Regions from separate parts of the Mus musculus genome. Here region 1 is linked to region 2. The links are chromatin contacts, called in public promoter capture Hi-C maps. All regions are on one chromosome and are shown on one strand. Each heading gives the region's core, a stretch centred on a gene start, on an enhancer-like site or on the middle of the called end of the contact. The rest is flanking DNA. Distances are from core to core; before and after follow the strand shown. Region 1 holds the start of Vstm2l (V-set and transmembrane domain containing 2-like). Region 2 overlaps Rpn2 (ribophorin II).

Region 1 (3,585 bases), core at 108-2,607, 610 kb after region 2:
TGTGCCTCTAACATGCAACACCTAGCAGGGAGGGAAACTTGAGTTGATCCTGGTGACAACAGTATACTATCCACCATAATATCTGAAAGGGGCATAGGGAGACAGAATAAAGACAGCAAGCACGGTGTGTCACTCCGCTTTTTAGATCTCTCAAACTTTAGGTACTGTGAGCCGTGCTGGAAGCTGGATCCCTGCGGTGCTGTGTGTGTGGAGCGGGGATCTGTCCACGGTGCTGAACCCTCGCATCTAATCACCCCCGAGGCGCTGTCCGCGGTTCTTAAAGGATGAAACGAAAAGGGTGCTGTCCGCAATGCTGAAACAATGCCTGCCGGCGAAGGCAGAGGAGAAATGAGGGTAGGAAGAATCCTTCCCGGGGTCCGAAACCTTGCTCCGGATCTTCTCAAGACCTCGGAGAAGGCAGCCTTATGAAATAGGCTTTTCTTTAAAATAACCCCCCAACCCTCTTTTCCTGTCACAAAAGCCTCAGTTAAAGAGTCAAGGAAGGAATCAGAATTGGACTGCCACTCTTGGGAATGAAAGAGTCTTCATGGTTTACACACACAGACACACACACACACACACACACACACACACACACACTCCATCTAGACCTTTCATCTAGGGAGAGCCTTACAGTCCAGAAGGGGGCGATCCAGTTCACTGTGTAGAACCCCAACACCTCTAAGCTAGGAGCCCCACTAACTGCTGAGTCCCAGAGACAGGAACCACAATGATAACTACATTGTGTGGGCGCCACGATGTTCCCCACTTTACCCACCTAACTCCAAAGACCCCCCCCCCCCCAACCCCCGACACACACTGCTTCTGGTGGTGGCGTCTGTCCCCATTTTTCAGACGAAGAACTCGAGGACAGGAGAAACTACGCGTGATCACACGGGGACCCCAAAGCTGCCAGATCTTAAACTAGTTCACCTATGTCTCATCCCGGGTGCGCCCCCCACCCCTATTCACCTGTCCTGCACCTCGCCTGGCCCTGGCCCCAACACTACCCAGCTGGCAAAGTTGAGCGGCCCCTCCAGCGCACGGGTCTGGTGGCAGGTCGGATGTTTATCCCCAACGATCGGATTTCGACTCCCAACACCCTAGTGTTCCGCCCTGCGGGGGGTTAGGTCCCCAGGTGGCCTTCCACCCCCGGGCCTGCCCCACCCCCGCTCCCGCGCGGGAGGCCAGTTGCGAGTACCGCTTTAAAAATCCCAGCCTGGGCAAAACTTTGATGATAAATCAAGCTGCGGATCCCTCCGCCGCCGCCGGCTCAGGGCGGGGAGCGAGGGGGAGGGCGGGTGCGCGGCGGCGCGGAGTGGCCTTCCGCGCAAGCGAAGAGTCCCGCAGTCGGAGGCGGCGGGCTGGGCGTGCGCTCGCTGCCTGCAGCCGGGGCCGGGCCGGGGCCAGCAGGAGAGGGCGGCGGCGGCGCCGGGCAGGGTACGGCGGGCGCGGGCTTTGCGGGCTGCGGAGCCCCGATGTGAGGCGGCGGCGCCCCCGGCCGGAGCGCGCAGCATGGGGGCCCCGCTGGCCGCGGCGCTGGGCGCCCTCCACTACCTGGCACTTTTCCTGCAACTCGGCGGCGCCACGCGACCCGCAGGCCATGCGCCCTGGGACAACCACGTCTCCGGACACGGTGAGTTTGCGCGCAGCCCCCACGGACTTCCCCCCACTGAACCCCACCCCGGTCGCAGCCGCTCCAACTTGGCGGTCGCGGTGCTCGAACCTGCGCCGACTGATGCTATGGCCCAGAGTTCCGGGGCGCCCTCTGCTGGGACTGGGGACCCACCCTGTCTCCTATCGGGGCCAGCTCTGCGAGAAGGGGTTCCCAAGAGCACACTCGCTCTGGCCCCAGCTCGCAGAAGACCCCCTCCACGCGCGTACACACTCACACGGATACACACACCTCTGCGACCATACAGATGTCTCCAACCGCGGACACACTCAGCCACGCTCACTGCATCCCACACTCACAACTCTGCACATCCCCTCTGAGCCTCTCCTCGCTGGTAAATATACTTGTGCCCACTACGCACACGAATCAGACACTGGCTGGTGGCTCACCCTGCCAGCTGGCACTCGGGCACACACGCTTCGCTTCGCCACAACTCTTGCCTGTCTGCCTGCAGACACGGATACACATGCACGCACGCACTTGTGCACACACTTTGCCCACCCACTTCTCTCTGCCCCGATTCCTTTCTCCTTTGTGGGTTTAACGCTGAAACTGCTCCTGCATCCTCTTCATCAGGATCCATCCCTTCCACGGCCGGGAATGGTCCTGAGGGGCGCCAGATGCTGTTGCTTAAGACCTGCTAGCCTGGGTGGCAGCTTCCTTTGCCATCCATGTGGGTGGGTGGCATCCAGGGGTAGGGACAGTCTGGGGATAAGAAGGTAGGGACGGAGAGCTGGGATACACTGGAGTAGTTGAGGTCTATTCTTTCAGCTAGAGGCCAGGAGTAAAGAGGAATGTAGGGTGTTTGTCCCTGGGGGGATCATGAACCCCTTGAATCCTACAGGACACCCCCATCTCGGGGACCCCATCTCAACCTTGCCCCTAGAGGACTGAAATGTTGAACTCCAGCATTGTGGGAGCAAGGAGAAAGCAAGTGCTGCCTGCACGAGTGTCTGAAGCGCCTTTCCTCCCCACAGGAGCCCAAGTTGGCAGCAGAGTTGGGTGGTGTGGGGCAGGCAGCTGTGGAGGCTCCCTGCCCCTGAGCCATGCTGTGTGATGGGGCAGGGGTGGTTGAAACCAGAGGTGACCCTGCTTCCGTCCATCCCTTCCCTCATCAGAGGCTACAGCACACGTGCTGTGCTCTGTGTGCCCAGGCTGGGAGAGGTTTGAACAAAGGGCTGAGAACAGGATGATTTCTTTTGATGGGAGTGAGTTAAAGGTGTGCGCCAGAGCCTGGAAACCCAGGCAAGGCCTTTTACAGGTGTGCTGCACGATTGGGGTTGCTCCAGAGGGAGGGGTTTTCAAAGCCATGCTCAGAATTCCTGTGCCTAAGGGAAGCCCAGATCCCCGTATCTACATACACCTCACCTCCTCGCTATGTTGGACAAAAACCTCTCACATACCTTGATGTCCATCATGATTTCTGCTGGCCTGGCAGGAAAGGTAGAAAACAGGGAAAGGACTATTTTGATGCTCTATTCACAGAGGAGAAATCAAGTCTCAGAGAGGTGAAGGGAGTTGCCCAAGGTCACACAGTGAGAGAGCGGCTGAGCCAAGACTGGCTCCAGGGTCTGTCAGGCGAGAAGCAGCACTTTGTCCAGGTCATTTCTCTCCCTGTCACATTTTTTTTTCTCATTCAGGGGAAACTGGGAATTCCTCCCTTCTCTCCCCTCCCGTCTGCCTGTCCAGCTCAGTTCCTTGGCACTGTCAAAACTTATACTAGGAGGCCTCTTCAAGAAGGACTTGCCTTTCTGAGTTTGAGATCCCTTGAGGTACAAACATAGAACTCTGAGGCCTATGGTCATTGTCTTTGGGGCACCAGACCCTCCGAATTTGGGTCATTCTTGAGTAAGCAGGCTCTTTCCTTTGTGTGACAGTCTCCTCCTGCCCCCTGGTGCCAGCTGCGCTGA
Region 2 (3,576 bases), core at 1,077-3,576:
GAACAGGCTGCAGTGTGGTAATCTCCAAATGGGGGGACTTAATGCATTCTTTCTTCTCTCTCTCAATCTCCCTCTCCCTTTGCACCCCTCGCTCTCCTCCCCTCCTTCCTCCCTTCCTCTCTTCTCTGTGACTTTGAGATATAACTTACAATCCCATGAAATTTACTCATTGGAAGTATGTAGTTAGATATTCTTGGTGTGTGTTTAGAACTGTCTATTCTAGAACATTTTGGTCATCCTAGAAAGCAGACTCTTAGCACTAGCTACTTTCCCATCTCTCCTGTTTCCAGCCCCAGCATCTACAAATCTACTTTCTCTGTGCTTTGCCTCTTCAGGATGCTCATATGACTGGGAGTCACACAATATGCTAACTTCTGCCTCTGGAATTCTTTCTCGTTTAGTACATGCAGTATTTTTAGAATTATTCATGTTTTACCCTATTTAAGTACTTTATTCATTTGTGGGGCTGACTAAAAAACACGTTGTTTATTTATATTTGGTACTTGTACTTAAACACTGTGTGTTTTTAAGATTTATTTTTATGTATGAGTGTCTTGCCTGCGTGTATCTAAGTGCACCAAGTGTGCCTAGTGCCCACAGAGGCGAGAAGAGGGCATTGGATCCCCAGAAACTGGAGCTAGGGGTAGTTGGCTGGGCCATGTGGGTGCTAGTAATCAAACCCAGGTCCTCTGCTGAGCCACCTTGTCGTCCCCCCCCCCCCCATCCCTCCACTTCCGTTTGCTTCTCTTTTAAATGTTTGACTTAGAAGAGTTCTTTATAGATCTTTGGCTATAATTTCCTTGTCGGATACATGATTTACAGAAATTTTCTCCACTCTTTAAGTGGTCTTCAGTTTTTCTTGATACTGTCTTTTTAAACACAAAAGATTTTAATTTATGTTTTCTTTTGTCACTTGTGATTTAGATATTATATAAGAAACCATTTTCTAAACCAAAATCATAGAGATGCTTTTTAATAAGAATTTTATATTTTCAAAAGCTCTTAACCTAAGGTCTCTGATGTGCTTTGAGATGATTTTGTGTGTCTCTGACCTCTTTCTTCTGGGCATGGAGACCCGGTTGCCCAAGTGCCATTTGTGACAGATTATTCTTTGCTCATTGAATTGTCTTGACATTGTCAGAACTTGATTGGCCATAAACTTAAAGGTTCATTTTTGGACCCAGAAATCAATTCCATTAATCTATTTTGTCTGTAATCCAGTAGTGCCCTGTGGATTATTGTAACACTCGGCTTCTTGAAATGTCAAGTCTGCTGTTTGTCCAAGTGTTTTTGTAGTTGTTGGAAAAACTAAGCACAAAATAGCAGAATTGTCTAATAGCTCTGGATGCAACTGTGGTCAGCCCTTACTGAGACCATTTATTGTCCTGCCCCTTTCCAGGGATGGATAAGCAGAAAAAAAATGTTCTCTTCCACTTTATCACATTGGAGCTCAGTGTGTGTCCATTTGTGTATGTGGGCATGTGTGTGTGTGTGTGTTGATTCTTGCTGTATGTACAACTGTACTATGTAATTTCAGTAATAGTCACCTTTAGAGCCTAAGAACAGGTCAGCAAGCCCTGTTTGCTCCCCCTTAGAGATGCCAGCATTGGTTAGAGTGCATTAGCGGTGGTTCATGTGGAAACCTGTAATAGTACCCATTGACACGGGGCTGGCTGTCAGGGGAACAGGGCTTGGAAGCTTTCATTAGCATTAATTGCCTCTAATGCACCATCATTTTTGACAGTAATAAGCCAAATGGGGAGTTATTACTCTCAGCAGAAAGACCACATTTCCTGGTGTTTAAAATTTTTGGGGGTATATGTATATAGGATACACTGCAAGCAATGAAAGGGGTGGTGTGCTCTCCTGTGTAAAGCAGGCCCGGGTATTACAGTGGGCACACAGCCCCTTTCCTGTTTGAGACTAACCCCACAACACTGGTTTGAAGGAAGAGTTAACCAACTGGGACCCTACGGAGTCTTAAAACAGGCCTGCGAAAGTTATGATTTTTATTGCACACTTTGCTGTAAAAGAGTGGCATAGAAATGCTTTTTTTATGAGTGTTTCCAGAAGTCCATTTGTTGTGAGATATTTTTAGGAGCAAAGGTTTGTTTTAAGCTGTTCTGTCTACTCGCTAACAGTCCTGCAGTGTTTCTGTACAGCAGGGTGTTTTGGCAGCCTTTTAAAATAGGAAAGCAAACTCAAACTACTCAAGTTCATTCCAGTTTGCCGTTCCTTGTGTGCATTCCTTGTGTTTGTATAGTCTGGGAATGTGTGAGGTGGATTCCTTCAGAGTAAACATTCAATGGAGTCTTGATGAGCAGGCTCTGATGGCTGTGTTTCTGCTCTTGGTTAAGAAACTTGATGGCTTCCTTATGGCTATGTTTAGGATACTCTGAAAGAGCCCTGTCTGATTCTTATCTACTTGTCTGTCTCTATCTACTGAGAGAAAAAAAAGATTACTTTGAATATTAAATGTATTCTTTGACAATTTCATACATGCACACAGTGCATACAGACCCTCTCTCTTAGTCCTCTCCCACCCTTGTCAACTCCTCTCCTCTCTACAAGTCTCCCTCCTATTTTTACATTTTTGTTGTTTCTGTTTTTGCCTGTTTTGAATTTTAAAAACAGGAATTAAATATACATATAGATGTGTGGGTTTTTTTTCAAAGTACAGGAAAATAATAATGAATATGAGTCTTTCTCCATGCTCTCAGTTCAGTCATCCTCAGAGAAGTCTATCTATCATCAATAGCTTCTGGGTGCTAAGAAAAAGTAAAAGATGAGGCTGGAGAGATGACTCATGGTTTCAGAGCACTTGCTGCTCTTCCAGAAGACCTGAGTTTAGTTCCCAGCGTCCATATCTGACAGTTCACAACTGCCTATAACTGCAGCTCTTGGGGATCTGATAGCTCTGTCCTCCGAGGACAGCGTGCACACATGTGTATGGAGTAGCCACACTCAGACACATACACATAATTTAAAATAATATATTTTTAAAGTAATAGAAAAAAGCTTTCTTATTTGCCATGGAGGGATCATTTGATAAAGTTATATTTTTTGTCTTTATCCCAAGTAGAAGTGTATACCAGCCTGGCCACATGTGTTGTTCAGATTTCTTGGGCAGCATCTTTGCCTGAGCTTTCCGATTGTGTATTGTCTGATAGAAATGCCAAGAACCTCTATAGAGCTGACTTCATATAAGAGAGCCTGATCTGATGCTGAACCTGCCCTGTGTGTGGCTAGCTCTTCTATGGCTTGCTTGTGTGTGGTAGGGTGTGTGGGGGGGGGGGGGGATTTCTTTCCATAGCTTGCCTGTGTAGTGAGTTGGAGGCAGGGCTTTTAGTTCTTCCCATGCTTGCCTGTGTGTATGTTGGGGGCAGGGTTGCATTTAATTTTCTCCATGGCTTGTCCATTTGATGATTTGCTTCTCCTGCCTCTGCTGCTATAACCGTGGAGACGCCTGTCTCATTGCCAGGCAGCCATGCCAGATAGAGTGAGTGCCAGTGAGTGGCTGTGTATCCACTAGAAGAGTCCGACAGCCTCTGATCAGAACTCTTTCACATTCCCAAG

The links. Promoter capture Hi-C pulls out the DNA fragments that hold promoters and counts their contacts.
Region 1: a contact with region 2 is called in a promoter capture Hi-C map of frontonasal cranial neural crest, with 3 times the contacts expected there. The contact joins the promoter of Vstm2l here to the enhancer-like site in region 2. A contact is called at or near these places in 6 of 39 promoter capture datasets (the 3T3-L1 cell line, the C10 cell line, frontonasal cranial neural crest and 2 more).

Annotation. Positions count from the first base shown.
Region 1 is chr2:157,913,296-157,916,880 of GRCm38.p6, forward strand. It overlaps Vstm2l (V-set and transmembrane domain containing 2-like), which reads left to right and starts at 1,358. Exons shown (of 4, transcript NM_198627.2): 1 at 1,358-1,636. The coding sequence starts at 1,516.
Region 2 is chr2:157,304,620-157,308,195 of GRCm38.p6, forward strand. The region is part of intron 9 of Rpn2 (ribophorin II); the gene reads left to right. Among named protein-coding and RNA genes, the nearest start is that of Mroh8, 27 kb to the left of the region's middle. Within about 2 kb of position 2,327, at least 25 of the 459 cell types and tissues checked have an H3K27ac peak or open chromatin away from gene starts, as enhancers often do.